3 separate regions of the Gossypium hirsutum genome follow, and all the other regions are linked to region 3. The links are chromatin contacts, called in public Hi-C maps. All regions are on one chromosome and are shown on one strand. Each heading gives the region's core, a stretch centred on a gene start, on an enhancer-like site or on the middle of the called end of the contact. The rest is flanking DNA. Distances are from core to core; before and after follow the strand shown.

The links. A called contact is a pair of places that touch in the nucleus more often than the background predicts.
Region 1: a Hi-C map of leaf shows a contact between it and region 3, with 2.7 times the contacts expected there. The contact joins the enhancer-like site here to the promoter of LOC107960006 in region 3. A contact is called at or near these places in 13 of 34 Hi-C or Micro-C datasets (anther, fibers, hypocotyl and 2 more).
Region 2: a Hi-C map of leaf shows a contact between it and region 3, with 2.1 times the contacts expected there. The contact joins the enhancer-like site here to the promoter of LOC107960006 in region 3. A contact is called at or near these places in 19 of 34 Hi-C or Micro-C datasets (anther, callus, cotyledon and 5 more).

The regions. Positions count from the first base shown.
Region 1 is chrA05:79,015,403-79,018,214 of Gossypium_hirsutum_v2.1, forward strand. No RefSeq gene overlaps it. Among protein-coding and RNA genes, the nearest start is that of LOC107960007, 25 kb to the left of the region's middle. Within about 2 kb of position 1,554, at least 8 of the 9 cell types and tissues checked have an H3K27ac peak or open chromatin away from gene starts, as enhancers often do. A contact at or near this core is called in fibers, hypocotyl and leaf, where this site is marked.
Region 2 is chrA05:78,920,316-78,923,408 of Gossypium_hirsutum_v2.1, forward strand. No RefSeq gene overlaps it. Among protein-coding and RNA genes, the nearest start is that of LOC107960005, 31 kb to the left of the region's middle. Within about 2 kb of position 1,301, at least 8 of the 9 cell types and tissues checked have an H3K27ac peak or open chromatin away from gene starts, as enhancers often do. A contact at or near this core is called in cotyledon, fibers, hypocotyl and 1 more, where this site is marked.
Region 3 is chrA05:78,968,315-78,971,446 of Gossypium_hirsutum_v2.1, forward strand. LOC107960006 (phosphoinositide phospholipase C 2) reads left to right here and starts at 1,816. Exons shown (of 9, transcript XM_016896202.2): 1 at 1,816-2,289; 2 at 2,746-2,942; 3 at 3,102-3,132. The coding sequence starts at 1,993.

The sequences.
Region 1 (2,812 bases), core at 304-2,803, 47 kb after region 3:
ATTAGTAAATCAAATAAACTATACTAATAAATGCTAAATATATTATACTAATAAATACTAAATCTTCTAGAAAGAAAATATATTTTTGTTTAACTTGACTTGCAAGCAATCTCTTAGAATTTGGGTCACACAATTCTAACATGGAGAAAGGCCTAATTTGGAAGGTTGGTACTGGTACTAGTATTTCAATTAGAAATGATATATGGATTCCAGATTTTAGGAGTTTAAGGCTATCGACCGTTAATGGTGATTTGCGTGTTGATAGTTGCTGAGCTAATCAATAATAATGAAAGAAATTGGAATAGAGAACTGATAGCCAATACCTTCCCAGAAGAAGTAGCTGAACTGATCCTTCATATCCCTTTGGCGATGGAACCTCATAGTGATTTTCTGGCTTGGACCGGAGAACCTTCAGGAGAGTATACAGTTCGGAGCGCCTACAAACTATTACAAAGTGGGGATCCTAGAGCTTATGCTGTACAGAACGTCTATAGTGGTTTTTACAAAAAAAACTTTGGTGCCTAGATCTACCTACTAAGATTAAAATTACAATTTGGAAAATTACCTGGAACTATCTGCCTACTCGGGTAAACATGCAACTTAGGAGACTAGCAAACAACACAACATGCTCTCGATGTGGTGTGGAAGTAGAAACAATGGATCACCTATTTCGCAAATGCTATGTGTCAGTGGCAGTGTGGGAAACACTGCCTGTATTTAATTTTACACAGTGGACAAACCTAGAGTTTGAGTAGTGGCTTACCTAAGTGTTTGACTCTCTCTCATGATCAGTGTAGAATTTTCTGTAGTGCGCTTTGGGTCATTTGTGGAGACCGAAACGCTCGGATACATGAAAACACAAACAGACCAGGTCAGGAGATAGCAAAATATGTTCCAAGTTACCTACAAGAACTTAAGGGGGCTGGTAGAAATACCCATATTACTCCTAATGTTGAAATTAAGTGGACTCATCCATCTGGGTAGGCTGTTAAAATAAATTTTGACGGGGATTTTAACGAGAGGAATCACCAATCGGCGTCAGGAATTGTGGTCAGAGACAGTAAGGGCCTCGTTATCATTTCTTGTTCAGAACTCCACAGAGGGGTGGCTTCTCTTCTTGCTACGGAAGCTCTAGCTTGTCGAAGGGCTACCCAGATTGGCCTCGAAATGCAAAGATCAGAAGCCATTATAGAAGGTGATTCACTATCGATAATAAAGAAATGCAAGGAAATAAAGCTAGATAAATCGCAAATAGGGGCTTACATTCACGATATTCAAGAGATGAAGTCTAGAGCCCGTAAGTTAAGATTTGAGTATATCCCAAGATCAGCGAATGGTCTAGCCCATATTTTAACAACAGAATCGCTGAAGAGGAAAGAAGAGATGTATCTGATTGAAAGTTTACCAAGTTATGCAGAAGGTCTGATGAGAAGGGAGAGGGTAAAAGAACCAGATCGAAGAAATAAAGAGAAGGAAGAAAGGGGAAGAGTCTCAAAACAAAACAGATCAGTAGTCTTTGTGATAAGACCCCCTTGGGAACTGACGTCGCCATTAAAGATAGAAGTGACAGATGAGATGGAAAGTCAGGCGTCAGAATATCTGATTGGGCAAGTAGGCAGTGGCTTAAATGAGTTCTTTAGATTTTTCTCTTAGAAGTAGATCTGTTTTTTTTTTCTTGTTAATGATTTATTTAGTTTCTTTTCAAAGTGGATTGGTTTTTTCACGGGCCAAATTTTGTCTTGGGCCTACTTTTAAGTTTAGCTTGTTTTCTGTAAACTTTTTTGATCTATTTTAAAGCCCAATCTGATTATGATTCAAAAATAAAATAAAATCTATGGTTAAGATTAAAACATTATTCTAATTTTAAATATGCCTTTGTTTTTATATTTCCTTTTCCTTTTTATCTTCTTCCTCAACCATTAATTAAGATACTAACAAAAAAATTGTAAGTGCAAACAAAAAAAAAATCTCACCAGTTTCCACTAGGACAATGGAGAAATTCATCACTTAATCTTTATTTACCTTCTTTTACTATTTAAACTAATTTTTTTCATGAGTATGAAATTTCTAATTAAATTATTTAATTCTCATTATCATGGATGAAGTTAGAAATTCTTTTTAGAGGAACGAAATTAGTTTATAATTTTTATTATAGTAAAAATGTAATTTTAACATTTTAATAGTCTATATTTTTATAATTTTTAAAGGATTAAATCAAGATTTTATTATTTTTAAGAGAGTAAAGTGTAATTTTCTCTTTACTAATTTAAAATTTTAAAAATTTTAAAGAGTCAAAATGAAAAAGTTTTTGTGAAAATAAAATAAAATAAAATAAAATAAAACAAAATAAAGAACATACAGATTTTACGTGGAAACCCTTTCGGGAAAAAAAACCACAGGCAGAGGAAAAGAAAATTCACTATGTTGAATTCGAATGAAATACAAGAGGAATAGACTATGTCTATTTATAAGCTTCTAAAGCCATATTATAATAATATTGAAACACCTTATTCTAATCAATATAAAATAGATGGAGTTTAATAAAGTTTAAAAAACCTTATTCTAAAATAAAATAAAAGAAGTGTAGTTTTATATGAATTTTACTTTTATTTTATTTTACCACTATATTTTATTTAAATAATGATTCAGGTCATTTAATTCTAACAGTTTTCATTTTAAGAGGTTGCTGCTTTTAATCCATATTATTTTTTCACAAATGCTATTCTAAACGTATTTAAACATTGAAAATGAAATGTAGCCCAAAAATAATCATAAGTTGAAAAACCATTGTGTATTTAAATTTTAAATTTCA
Region 2 (3,093 bases), core at 51-2,550, 49 kb before region 3:
TGTAACTCCCTAAACTACTAATTGATTTTAACAAATTCTTCAACTATAAACTTTGTTAATTATGATATTTTAATATTCACCTATCTACTCCACTTTCGAGACCCGCAAAAGTTGTCGAAGTTTACAAAAATATGAAACTGATAATGGTTTAGTAAGGATGTTCGCCACTTGGTCACAAGAGGGTACTTTGCCGACGATAAGAGATCAATCGCCAACCTTCTCACAAACAAAAAATAGATCAAGATCTACATGTTTAAACTTTGAATAATCGCTCCGAAATTGCTTAATGTCTTTCCCAAATTGAGTTTTTACCATATTCTGAAATTGACTAAAACACTCAACAGCTTGAGATTTGAGTTGAATAAGAAATATCCATGTAAACTTACTGAAAACATCAACAAATGAGATATAATACCAACTATTACCACAGTTAACTACTGTTGGTCCCCATAAATCTAACACAACCAATTCAAATGGAACAATATATACTGTAGTTGAACTCAAAAATGGCAACTTGTGAGACTTTCCCTTTTGACAAGCAAAACATACATGATCAAATTTATTTTTATTCGCAACAATATTACATGTCTTTAAAACTGAGCTAACAACACAAGCTGAAGGATGTCCTAGACGACGATGCCAAACTTCAAATATTTCATCACTCAAAGAATCCAACACTAAGATGATATTATGTGTGCACGGAGTCATATGAGCAGCATTTTTGATTACCGGTGAGAACCTATAAAGCCCATCATGAGTGTGGCCCGGCAATAAAACGTCCTGAGAATCACACAGTGAAACAGGTGAAACTATAAAAAAAACATTATTCTCTCGAGCAAATTGTGAGGCGGATAGCAAATTTTTTCGAATAGTTGGCACATGTAAGACATTAAATAAATGAAGCAATTTATTTTGAGTAGCTAACGTAGAACGACCCACATACTCGATTTTAGCATTCGTACCATCAGCTATTAAAAGTGCAATATTACCTGAATACGGAGTGGATTTATCTAATGCCGATGCGTCTTTAGACACATGATGAGTTACTCCCGAGTCAGAATACCAAAAATCTATATTATTATTTTTCACGAGTGAAGGAATATACGGCTCCTCGGACCTAAATGCTTTAGTTCCAAATTTTGATCCAACACCATAACCGGATGAATTTGCACTGGTCTCACTTCCATTTGAAAACTCAAGCCCAGTAACATCAAGAATTTGTGAAAGACCGAATCATGATGAGGACTACATAAGTGGGCCTTGAACGAATGGTCCCACACCGGCATCATGATTCGGACCTTGGAAAACTCTCGCTGTAAGTTTTGTAGATCAATTGCGACACACTCCATTTCCTACATGCGGCCTATTTCCATTTAAACTTCTTGGCTGCCTATTTCCATTAAAGCCTTGTGGATGTCTATATCCATTACCACTTTGTGGCCTAATTGCCGATGGCCCACTTCCATTGTGACCATATAATCCAAACCTTAAAGACCCAAAACTCATATGGTTAACAAATAGACTAGGGTCTTGAAAGCATACCATATTTTCCATTAGGGTTATACCGTTCATGTGTGGCAGCAGCCAAAGGCGAGCCAAAATCCGTACCAGTGGTCAAGCTAGCAATCAGACGCCTTTCATGATTAAGCCACTGGTCCATTGTCACCGAAGAACTCTCAAATGGTCCATTATCCTTTAGATCTGCAACGAACCTTATTGTTTCATCAACAGGGTTCTATTCGTAGGTTTCTAGAGAAGACACCAACATCGAAGGTCCATCATGACGCTGGTCGAACCTTTAGTAGCATCATTGCGCTAAATGGCCACTCCTTCCATAGAGCTAACATTGTACTCGTCCGTATGCACTCTTTTCACGGCTATCGGAGATCACTCGTTTGCCCCTCATCGTGGAATCCATGGACAGGAATGATGAGCTAACATCATGGCTCAGCATGTTTTCTTGAATAGAGGTTTCTGTCACCATCCTCTACTGTCAGCTTTTGTGCTCTAATAAGATGTCTACTAGTCACCGCAACGGGAAAGGCTTCAATGAGAAAGAGGCTAGAGTGACCGTCGCATCAAACTCCAGCGAGAGCTTCGCAAGAATGAATTCTAGTTTTTTCGATTCAAACACTAAATGCCTAGAAGCTTCTAACAGTGCACAAGTATTATGGATTTTTGAAACATATTCTTTGATTGTGTGAAATCCTTTCTTGATTAAACTTAATTCGTGTTGAGTTTAGACACTTTTGCTCTCGATGCGACCACAAACATTCGATTTGCAATCTCCCACACATCGCTAGCCTAGTGAATCCTTGTAAAACACGATAAAAGAGAGTTGTTAATCATGGACAAGAGCTACGAAGCAAGTAATTTGTCCTACTGCTGAAACACTATAAAATCAGGGTTTAAACACATTTTCCTTTCTTGATCTAGGATAAAATGTGGAGGTACTGGAATAGATCCAGTCACATAGCCGGTAAGACTATAACCCTCAAGTATTAATTTCAAATGTTGTTGCCATTATACAAAATTATTATCTTCTAACCTTATCCTTTCATGACGAGGAAAATTCTGAATAATACAAGATCTCACGGACTCGAAATGGCACAAAACTACAAGACTCAGAGTAGGAGTGGACGAGATCGGAGGCACGCTATTGGAAGCAAAATTTGATTCAATAGACATTGTGTTAATCGTAACGGAAGGCGCCTAAGATCATGCAAAAGATACCATGAAATGACTGAACTATTCTTAAAGAAATCAAAGGAAAATAGAACAATAATAGAAACTGGAATATAAAAAACAAAGAAGGTAAACTCAATTTGCTATTATTTCAATTCATGAAATCTGGAAAACTAAACTTGTTTTCATTCCTGTAGATGTACCCTATATATACATGGCTTTTATTGTTAACCACTGAAGTATAACAGTATACTTGTTAAATAGTTTTAACCTCTACAACTGCTATTCTATTTGTAACACCTTAAACTACAAAGTAATTTTAACAACTTCTTCAACTAAAAACTTTGTTAATTCTGATTTTCTAATATATGTCCTCACAAACACCGATTGAGCCACCTCTTATTGTTG
Region 3 (3,132 bases), core at 566-3,065:
TTACTTGCAGTCGGAGAATGATTGTTATTGAACGTGTGATTTTAATGTCTTGCTGATTTATACATTTGCTCGCCAAAAAAATTGTGTGTGCGTGTTATTGACAATCATTTTCTTTTTTGTAACAGCAGAAGAAGGCTAATTGTGAGGGTCCTCTTATTTGTTTAAAGCTTATTCCTTTAGATGTTTATGCATCTTGAGTGTAGTGTCGGAAGCAGCTCGATCTTGAGAAGTGGAGGATGGGTTTTGAAGCTTGGAAGGAAGAGGAAGCCAATGGGATCACTGCTATTCTGACCTCAACATCACTCTCATTGTCGCTTGCATTGCATGATGGTAACATATTCAACGTTGACTGCTTCCGACTGAAACTGTGTGAAAAATATGTTCATAACTGATATTCATACATTTCTCTACTTGTATCTATATAACCCTTGTATTGATATGACCAAGTGTAATTGCTTAATAACTTGAATATTTAGAACATCATAATTATATCTAATCATATATTACTTTCATATTGCATACAACAAGTACTTGATAAGAAAAAATAATTGTTGAACTGATTATTATTATTATAATATATTTCCAAAATTTCAAATACATTTTAAGAGCTTTAGAGTGAGTGCTTTCAAAATTGCGGGTTTCTACTAAATTGTTTGGTTGTAATGAAATTGAAAAAGTTGACTAAAAGATCTTAAATGATTTTGAAAAAGAAAATACCGACAATAAGAAGTTAATGTGACAACTGTTAGCTGTTTCTTTCGATCTGTCGTGTTTTGTGTGTAGGTGTTAGATTTTATGAGTCCTGTAAATATGTTAAAAATTTAAATAAAGATAAGATATGAATTTATTGACTAACAACTTTGAATTTACAATAATAATAAAAAAAGATATGTTGCACAAAGCATGAAAAAAGAAATATAAAAAAGCGAAAGGATAATAATTCCCAGCAACGGTATATCCCTCCAAAAAGAAGACCAAAGACATGACAAATTATATTCTATAAATCTGAAATTAAAAAGTTTTCAATTTGATTTTAATATAAATCCTTTCTTTACTTGCCTAAGATAGAGACACAGAAGAGTGATAACTGTAAACATCACCATTTTCCCTGCATTGTGATTGGAGTAGAATAAACCCTTTACTTTTCACATTTGACTTTTGGCAGTCCCACCATAGTAAAATAAATTAAATTTTGTTCATTTAATTTAGAAAAAGTTATAAAATGATCCTTAAATTATTTAAAATTTTTTATTTAAATTATTCAGTTGTTAAAATCGTTGTTGTATGACTTTTTTATTCATACTGTTTATACTAATTGAAAGCTCTTATTCTCCCTCTTTTTTACAATTCAATTTTTTTTTGAAACATCTTTAAACCTTATAAATTTACGAATCAAAATCTTAACAACTTTATTCTTTAATCTCCAACAGTAACTATGAGATCGACTTGGATCTAAGAAATATTTTTTTACTTGTCATTGGATATTGATCTATCTTATCATTTATCGAATTATCATTTGGAGCTCATTAGTCAAATTTAATATATATATATATATCAACTCAATAACTCAAATAAAAAATTTTAAATAATTTACTGATTTAAATAAAAATTTTCAAATAAATTATTAACTATGTTATAATTTTTAAAATTAACCAAAATATAATTTTATTAATAATTTAATTATCTTATGTGCAATTTCCCCTAGAGATAAAATGATCCTTTCAGACGTAAAAAACTATGCTCATGCAATAAAATACAGGCAGCTCGGGGTCCACATGTTTAACTATGTGAGTGCGACCCGCTTTCACATATTGGTCCCATCCCATCACATCCCCTGAAGTGTCGTAAACCATCTTTACTGGAAATGAAACTCATCATCGTCTTCAAGAAGTTGAAACAGCAAGAAACCTGCACTTAAAAAACTAAACAAAATCAGACAGTCTAGATTTGCTGGTTCCCAGTTGTATATTTGGGAATTGTAAGAAAAAACAAATGTCCAAACAAACTTACAGGGTTTGTTTCTGCTTCCAGAGGAGGTTTAGGCTGGCAGTTTCAGAGGCACCAGAGGATATCAAGAAACTGTTCGAACAATACTCCGAGAATGGGATAATGACCATTGATGGGCTGCAGAGGTTCTTGGTCGAGGTTCAGAAAGAAGATAAGGCTACCAGAGAAGATGCTCAGAAGATTATTGATAGTGTTAAACATTTTCATAGAAAGGGTGTAAACCTCGAAGCTTTTTTTAAGTACCTCTTTGGTGATATTAATCCTCCTCTTGCTTCTCTTGGGGTAATCATATTTCTCTCTCTCTTTGGATTGCCCTTTGTCCTTTTTAGGTTTATTAATTGGGCTTTGAATGCTTCCGTCCAAATTAGTTGATTTGTGTTTTTGTTTGGATGCTGTGAAAATTTTGGGAGCAAAGTGGAACATTTTTATACGTGATTTGAAGTTTGTTCCCTCTTTGAGTTTTCACCTTTACTAAAAAAGGATAATTTGCTTACCCTTATTGTTTCTAGTTGGAAACTTTGGTGTTGGGTTCTATGGGATTTAAATGAAACTAATACCTATTTTCAGCTCAGCAAGCTGTAATGTCTAGTGACTGGATTAGTAGCTTTGAAGAAGGTCCTGTGATGATACCGATCCGTGCGAAAAGTTGGGGCCAACTCACTTTCTTGTTTGATTGCTAAAGCAAATTGTTTTAGTTTTCTTCTTTTTGTGCTATCATGTTCATTTGTTTTATTTCAGGTTCACCATGATATGAGTGCTCCTTTGTCACATTATTTCATATATACTGGTCACAATTCTTACCTTACTGGGAACCAACTCAGTAGTGAGTGCAGTGATGTCCCCATCATAAATGCTCTTAAGAGAGGTGTGCGGGTGATAGAATTGGATATATGGCCGAATTCGACGAAAGATGATGTCGATGTTCTTCATGGAGGGTATGTTCTTCAACTGCAAAGAGTTACTTGAATGGATCTATCCTTGATAATTTTACGCAACTTGTCATACTTACATTGCAATATTTTGGTATGTTTCGAAGGAGCAGTCCATGTCTGTCCCCCGCTTCCGAGAGAATAACAAATGTTTCCTTCATGTAGGACATTGACTACTCCGGTGGAACTCATCAAG